2 separate regions of the Macaca mulatta genome follow, and region 1 is linked to region 2. The links are chromatin contacts, called in public Hi-C maps. All regions are on one chromosome and are shown on one strand. Each heading gives the region's core, a stretch centred on a gene start, on an enhancer-like site or on the middle of the called end of the contact. The rest is flanking DNA. Distances are from core to core; before and after follow the strand shown.

Region 1 (3,326 bases), core at 230-2,729, 300 kb before region 2:
CAAAGCGCAACTAGATTTAAAATGTATTGAACTAATTGTAGAAACATTCATGAATGATCAATTTCTAAAATATTGAAAATATAACTCTAAGCTAAAAGTATTTGCCAAATGTTTTTAGGATCTAAGTCATCAAATTAAAAAAAAAAAAACCATCTGCTGCTGATATATTTGTTCAATACAGTGAAAATAAACAGCTTGCTTCAGAACAAGACCCTAGAGTTACCTACTAGGTAAGTGAGAGTTAACAGCTCCTGTCATCAGTCAGTTGAATAAGTAACCAAAAGAGAACAGAGATAATTCTTAATCATTTAAAAAATAACAAAACATAAGCTGCAAGGCTTCTTCTGAGACCAACACTTAAAAAAAAAAAAAAAAAGGAAACTGGCTGCCTTTGTCAATTTCAAAAAGAGTTAACCAACCAAAAACTTAATTCTTTATCATTCAACTACAATATAAGCTCTGGGCAAACTGAATTTCAAGGCTGCGAACAGGGCCACTCTACTGTCTAAGTTAGTGTAAGAAGATTAAGGTTGAAGTTGAAAAAGTCATTTCATTTCCCTACCTTGTTTCAATGGCAACTCCATATAAAAGTCGGTAGATTCAGCCTTCAACAAGGGCTGTCTACCACCCACCCCAATTGCTGTTTTTATATGCAGACTGCCAGATGCTGAGAGTGTAAAGTGTTATCAGTTACTTCATCTTTAAACTTCATTTCCCTACTGACGGCCCCGTCCATCCGCACTCTGCTTGGTTGTTTACCGTTGCTGTCCAAGCTAAGTCCCGGCCCGCTCCCTTCCCCCGTGCACCTCGGGAACATTATGACATTTGGCTGGTGGGCTTCGCGAGGAAAACGGACACGCACGAACAAGAGCCTATACAAAGGGGCATAGGAAGAACGCGGCGGCGGGCAGTAGGGAGAGGAGGGACTGGCACAAAATGACACAGCAGCAAAACCGGTTCCCAGAAACCCGGGGCAGCCACGGCCGGCTTGTTGGGTCGCGCAGTGTGCGTGTCAACAGCCGCGGGAGCCCTTCCTCCAGACCGCCAGGCAGGCGGCTGGCCGAGCGCTGGCCCTGCCGGGTGACAGCCACCCTCCCGGGAGCCGGCGGGAAGAGACGGAGCCCCGAGGATCCTCCGCCCCCCGCAGCCCAGGGAAGGGGCGCGGCTGACCCCGCTGGCGGGTTCCCGCTCCCCGCCAAGGCCCACCGGCCCGGGCTCCCGGAGGGAGCGGTCCAGCGCTCTCCGCCCGCGCAGCCACTCGCAGCGGGGGCCGGTTCCCCCTTCCCGCCCGCCCGCCCAGTAGCCCCCATCCCGGCGGCTGACACTCACCAAAGCCGGCGGCGCCGCCGCCTCCTAGTCGCGCGGCGCTCCCTGGGCTCCCAGCAGCAGCGGCGGCGGCGGCGCCTCCGAGACACAGACCAGGGTTTGTTCAAAATCACGCGCCCAGCGCCATTCCACCGCCGCATCCCATAATACGCCGGGCCCTCCCCGCCCGCGCGCCCCTCTCTGCCCGCCCCTGCGCTCAGCACCCCGCCCCACGGCCGGCTTCCTTCGCTCCGCCTCTTCCGCGGTGCCTCGCCCCTCCTCTTGGCAACCCGAGCCCGCGTTATTCCGCCCGGCTCCGCCGGGGCGCTACAGCTCCACGTGACTCCGAGTGGCGCCCGGTCAAAGTGATCGCACGGAATGTTCCATCCCACTGAAGCTGGTGGGGGGAGGACCCGCATCGCGCTGCTGTTGGGAAAGACCGTCCCTTCGTCTAGCTTTCCTTGTTAGGAAGTGTGAGCTGTAGGTGCGACTTCCAGGATATCCCGCTGTTTGATGTGCTTGAGTGAGGAGGTGATCAGTAGTCACAAATGCCAAGTCACTGTGTTTTTAGGCACTAATTTTGCAGGGGTCGCTAAAAAGCCCCAGGGAGATCATTGAGAGTTAAACTTATTTTGAAAGAGACCTTTTGTTTTTTTCTTGCAACACACAGCTAAGACTAACACAGTCAAAATTATTTGTATTTAATCACCTTTTATTTTTTCCCGCGATTTATATGATATCCAAATACGGAGTCGGATGACCAGACGCTGAGAGATCATTCTGAGGGGAAAAAGAAAAAATATTCTGAGAGATTATTAACTGCTGTGTGTGAGACAAGCACTACAGATATGAAAAAATAGAAAATACAAGAGTGTAAATGTAAGATGGTGCGGTACAGTGTATAATTTGCTAATGGAGCACGGAGGACATACAGGTCAGCATCAGAGACTACCTAGGGAACACAATGGAGGAGGTGAAACTAGTGGAGGCAGCAATCACTTTGGAATCAAGCGGTACTGGTATTTAGTGGCACCTCCGTTTATTAGTGTATAACGTTTATTTTCCTATCCAGCAAATAAAAATAACAAAACTTCCCAGAATTCTGATGATTAAATAAAATGAAGGGTGCTAAGCAGGTACACTGTCTCTGCCTAAAATGTTAGTTCCCTTGTGCCATAATCAACACCCAGTACCAGCCCAAACACTAATAGTCAGGATTTAACAAGGCAGATGTCATGAAATTAGCAAAGCCTTGAAAATGGTAAGGTCTGTGACATGTGCAAGGAATGTGATAAAGTTGAAAGACACAAAGGCTTTGTTGGAGATCAGCATTGTGAGCCCACTTTATGAGGAACCTTGAGAGCTAGTGTGAGAAATCCTCATGGTAAAATGATTGATGGTACTGTTGGCGCACCACTGGAAGGAAGAAGAGAGTGCGATGGGGTACCCAAAACTGGCTAGATTTTAGAGAGACCAAACAAATCTCAAAAAAGGGAGACCCTTTCCCAGTTTATTCCACAAGGCAGCATAACTCTCATACTAAAACCCAAGACAAACAGTGCCCAAAAAAGAGAAGGGAAACTTCCTTTCTCACTATGATTTTGTTATGAAGGGAAAATTGATTATTTAGATGTTATTGATCTGGTGCTGTGGCTCACACCTGTAATCGCAGGACTCTGGGAGACCGAAGCAGGAGGATGGGTTGAGGCCAGGAGTTTGAGACCAGCCTGGGCAACGTAGTGAGATTCCATCTCTACAAAATAATTTTTTTTTAAATAAAAAGAATTAAGATATTATCAGACCAGGCGCAGTGGCTCACACCTGTAATCCCAGCGCTTTGGGAGGCTGAGGCAGGTGGATCACCTGAGGTCAGGAGTTTGAGACCAGCCTGGCCAACATGGGGAAACCCTGCCTCTACTAAAAATACAAAAATTAGCCGGGCATGGTGGAATGCGCCTGTAGTACCAGCTACTCAGGAGGCTGAGGCAGGAGAATCACTTGAACCCGAGAAGCAGAGTTTG
Region 2 (3,621 bases), core at 868-3,367:
ATCTTCATTTTACAGATGATAAATGGATGCCCAGAGAGGTGAAGTAATTTAACCAAGGTCCCTAGATAAGCAGGGTGGAGGTTCACATCCAAGAGGTCTGGCGCCAGAGTTTTGTTCATAACCCCTTTGTTGCCTCCTGTTACACGGTGGAAGGTCCAGCCACTAAGATAGAAGCCAGAGGTTTAACTGGGGAAATGGGAATAATGGCAGATGTTCATCTATAAGCCTACACTGCCACTCCATGCCACAGACTCCAAGAACAGAATTATAGTCAGGCTTCAGATTGGAACTGGGCTTGGAAATGTATGCCTCTCAACATGAATCTCCCCAAAATGCATGGGGGTCATACACAGCCTCCCAATGATGTCAGGGCTGTCCCTATCATTCAATGGGCTTTTATGTTTTAATAGCTGACTGTTATAACTTAGTGCTCTAATCCCAAATAGGTCGTGCATAAATCTAGAATACCAAAAGCAAGGCCTAATTTGGGTCTTGTATGGGCAAAAGTGGAGTGAATGTACCTAGGCCTTTGAATACATCCCCATACACTGCAATGGCAAATGTCATCATCTAGATTGGCTGGAGTTCATCCTCCACTTCTCCCTCCACGTTATCCAGCTTCTTCAGACCCGTTCTTGTCTAGTCTCGTTTCCCATTTTCCACACCCACTTGGTGTTCCAGGTCAGGCTTATAATCGTAGTGTTCTAACACCCCATCCTTGGTGCTTTGCAAAAATACTTCTCGCACTAAGATCTCTTCTCTCCTTTGCAAAATCAACTTGTCCCTTGGAGTATAATTTCTTCTTGAAACTTTCCAGCAAGGGACCCACAGCAATTTCTCTTTTTCCCTGTAGCACTTGCTATCTGTACCACTCATATTTGATCCATATTTTCCTAGCTCACCAAATAGTCTTTTTCAACTAGACCAGAGTTCCTTGAAAGCAAGGAGTTTCCATAGCTCTTTCTATCTCTATGGCCGGACAATGTAGTAGGAACTTATTAATTCACTTAACACTACTTGAGTAGCCAATCAACCAATAAGAGCATAAGGTTAGTGGTGCTATTAAGAAAAATTGTGGATAAAGCGATAGAAAGTGAGGTTGGTAGGTGTTAATTAAAATAAGAAAGTCAGGGAAATCTTCCTGTCGGGGGCGATTGTGAGCTGACAGGCAGTCCGTAAGCGCTGTCTCTGCTGCGTTCAAATGAATTAAATCTTTGCCTTATGGGTGACACAGGCAAAAGAGCTCCGACTCAGTATCAAAACACAGAGTTCTTCTAGTCTGGCTCTGACGAGGAGCCTTAGTTTCCTCAGCGTCTTAACTGTCTTAATTATTGTCTTTGTGGGCCTTACAAGATTGCGGGGAGGATCAAACATTCTAATAAATAAATGAGGGCCACGAGAACGGAACCTTCCGCTTGAGTCACCATTTAAACAAGTATTTGTGGAAAGAGAATTATCTTGCCCCGCTTCAGGTGCTCAGGATGCAGACAGACGTGAAACTGTCGAGTCCTTTAGGAGACTGTCCAGACTGCGTGTCCCGAAGCGACTCGCCCCTGGGCGCACGGCAGTCGGCAGCCAAGCCCAAGCTTTCATGCTCTCATTTCCATCACTTCCGGGCCGGCCGCCGCGGACAGCTCCGCGGAGCGGAGTCGGAGGCTGCTACTTGCAAATTCCCGGGCTGCCCGCCCGCCCGCACTCACCAATGGGTTTGTCCAACCGCATGAGGCGCAAGTACGGCTGCAGGGGGCGGGGCGCGGAGTTCACCACCGCCGCAGCGGACAGGCTGAGCTGGCGCCCGCGCGGCCCGGGACAGGCGGAGGGCTGCAAGTCACCACCGTGGGGCGCGCCGGTCGCACGCGCCAGGGTGAAGGAGCGGCCCCGCCAGCCCGGCAGCGACGCCAGTGCCACAGACCACAGGCCCCGCGCGAACCCCGCGGCTCGCGAGCCCAGCATGGCGCTGGGGAGGCCGGGAGAGCTCGGATTGACGTCATTCCCCAGCGGGCATGCGCAGTGGCATCCGCAGGATGCAATCCAAGTCTGCCAGGCTGGGCGGCGGCGTGGACAGAAGCTTTCCTCATCCTTACTTGAGAAAAAGGGGTCATCGTGGTCGCTTACTGTAAAGGAGGAATACTTAATGTAAAAGGAATTCCTGTTGGCAAAAGGCAAAAAAATTACGACAAATGTAGTTGTAATTTTTTACAACTCGATCTCGATTGACTTTGTGATTCTGTTATCGGGCAACACTAAAACAGGGGTCTCTGAGGAAACAAACAAAAAATAGAATCGGGCAACACCTTATTCCATAAAATAGAATAAGTGTTCCAAAGAGTCGAGCGGAGGAAGTTGGCTTTATAGACAGAAAAAGGGCTGAAGAAAGCAGAAGCGAAGAACAAAAAGCGTATTGGTCACTTCAAATTACTTTCACTGCGAGGAGGGGACAGGGAAACAACAGTAGAGAAGTAACTGATTGGTTAACATCAGGTTACTCCAGGTTAAGGACTAAAACAGGAAACTTAATTGTCATGACGATTGCATTTTGAAACGGCCTGGTTGGAAAATTGGCTGTTGTCTCTCTTTCCTGACTTCTCAGAATGTCAGATACAACTTAGTTTTAGTTTGGTGACTTGGAACTTTAGCATGGGTGACTCTTGATTCTTAGTCTGATCTGTTGAGACCTAGTGCAGGAACTTAGTTCAAAACAATGGCCCCCTATAATTTAACACTATTATTAGCTTTCTCCATAAAATGAAAAGGATAGTGTTTATACATATGAAACAGTTGTACCAGGAAAAAAAAAAAAGCTTTGAAAAACGTACTGAATCCAAAAGAATTTGCATACACGTTTAGCCATTTTAAAACAAAAAGGGCACCAAGTGGCCACATACAAGACTGTTAATTAAAACCGCATTCAGGATTAAGGGATGCTCATTACACAAGTGAAAATTTTAAATTTGACAGCCCTTCAAAGGAGTTCGTGTAATCAGCAGACAACCAGCGTGTGTGACGCTAAGAACCTGGAGCTGAAAAGTCATCACTCTTTTTTTTTGAGACAGAGTCTTGCTCTGTCATCCAGGCTGGAGACCAGTGGAGGGATCATGGCTCACTGCAGCCTCCACCTCTTGGGCTTAATCAATCCTCCCATCTCAGCATTCTAAATAGTTGGAAACTACAGACACGAGCTACCATGGCTGGCTAATTTTTTAATTTTTCGTAGAGAGGAGGTCTCACTGTGTTGCCCAGGCTGGTCTGGAACACCTGGGCTAAAGCGATCCTCCTGCCTCAGATGATCAGCAATCTTTCATAAGCAACTCTGTATACCGCTGTGTGCCAGGCACTTTACATGTATCATCTCATTTAACCTCTCACTGAGTAACCCTAGGCAAGTCACTCGTCTGGATTTTAATGTTCCAGGAAGTTGACTTAGTCTTTAGGCTCCTTTCCATAAAACCTGTACAATGATTCTGTGACTTCTTGCACATCTTAAATACAGCAAGTTGGATGCCTGGCCACTTTAGTGTAATGAGGCAGGGGGTACCTAGCCTTTCTCCTGCCTGCAAAGAATAAAGGCCAACAGGAAATTGAGTAACACTCCTAGTTGTTTAGATGGGAGACGATTTAGAT

What was found. A called contact is a pair of places that touch in the nucleus more often than the background predicts.
Region 1: a Hi-C map of CD4 T cells shows a contact between it and region 2, with 7 times the contacts expected there. The contact joins the promoter of LIN54 here to the promoter of COQ2 in region 2. A contact is called at or near these places in 2 of 14 Hi-C or Micro-C datasets (CD4 T cells and fetal cortex germinal zone).

The regions. Positions count from the first base shown.
Region 1 is chr5:50,759,400-50,762,725 of T2T-MMU8v2.0, reverse strand. LIN54 (lin-54 DREAM MuvB core complex component) reads right to left here and starts at 1,479. Exons shown (of 11, transcript XM_028848456.2): 1 at 1,330-1,479.
Region 2 is chr5:50,457,862-50,461,482 of T2T-MMU8v2.0, reverse strand. It overlaps COQ2 (coenzyme Q2, polyprenyltransferase), which reads right to left and starts at 2,117. Exons shown (of 8, transcript XM_002808408.4): 1 at 1,976-2,117; 2 at 1,701-1,973. The coding sequence starts at 2,102.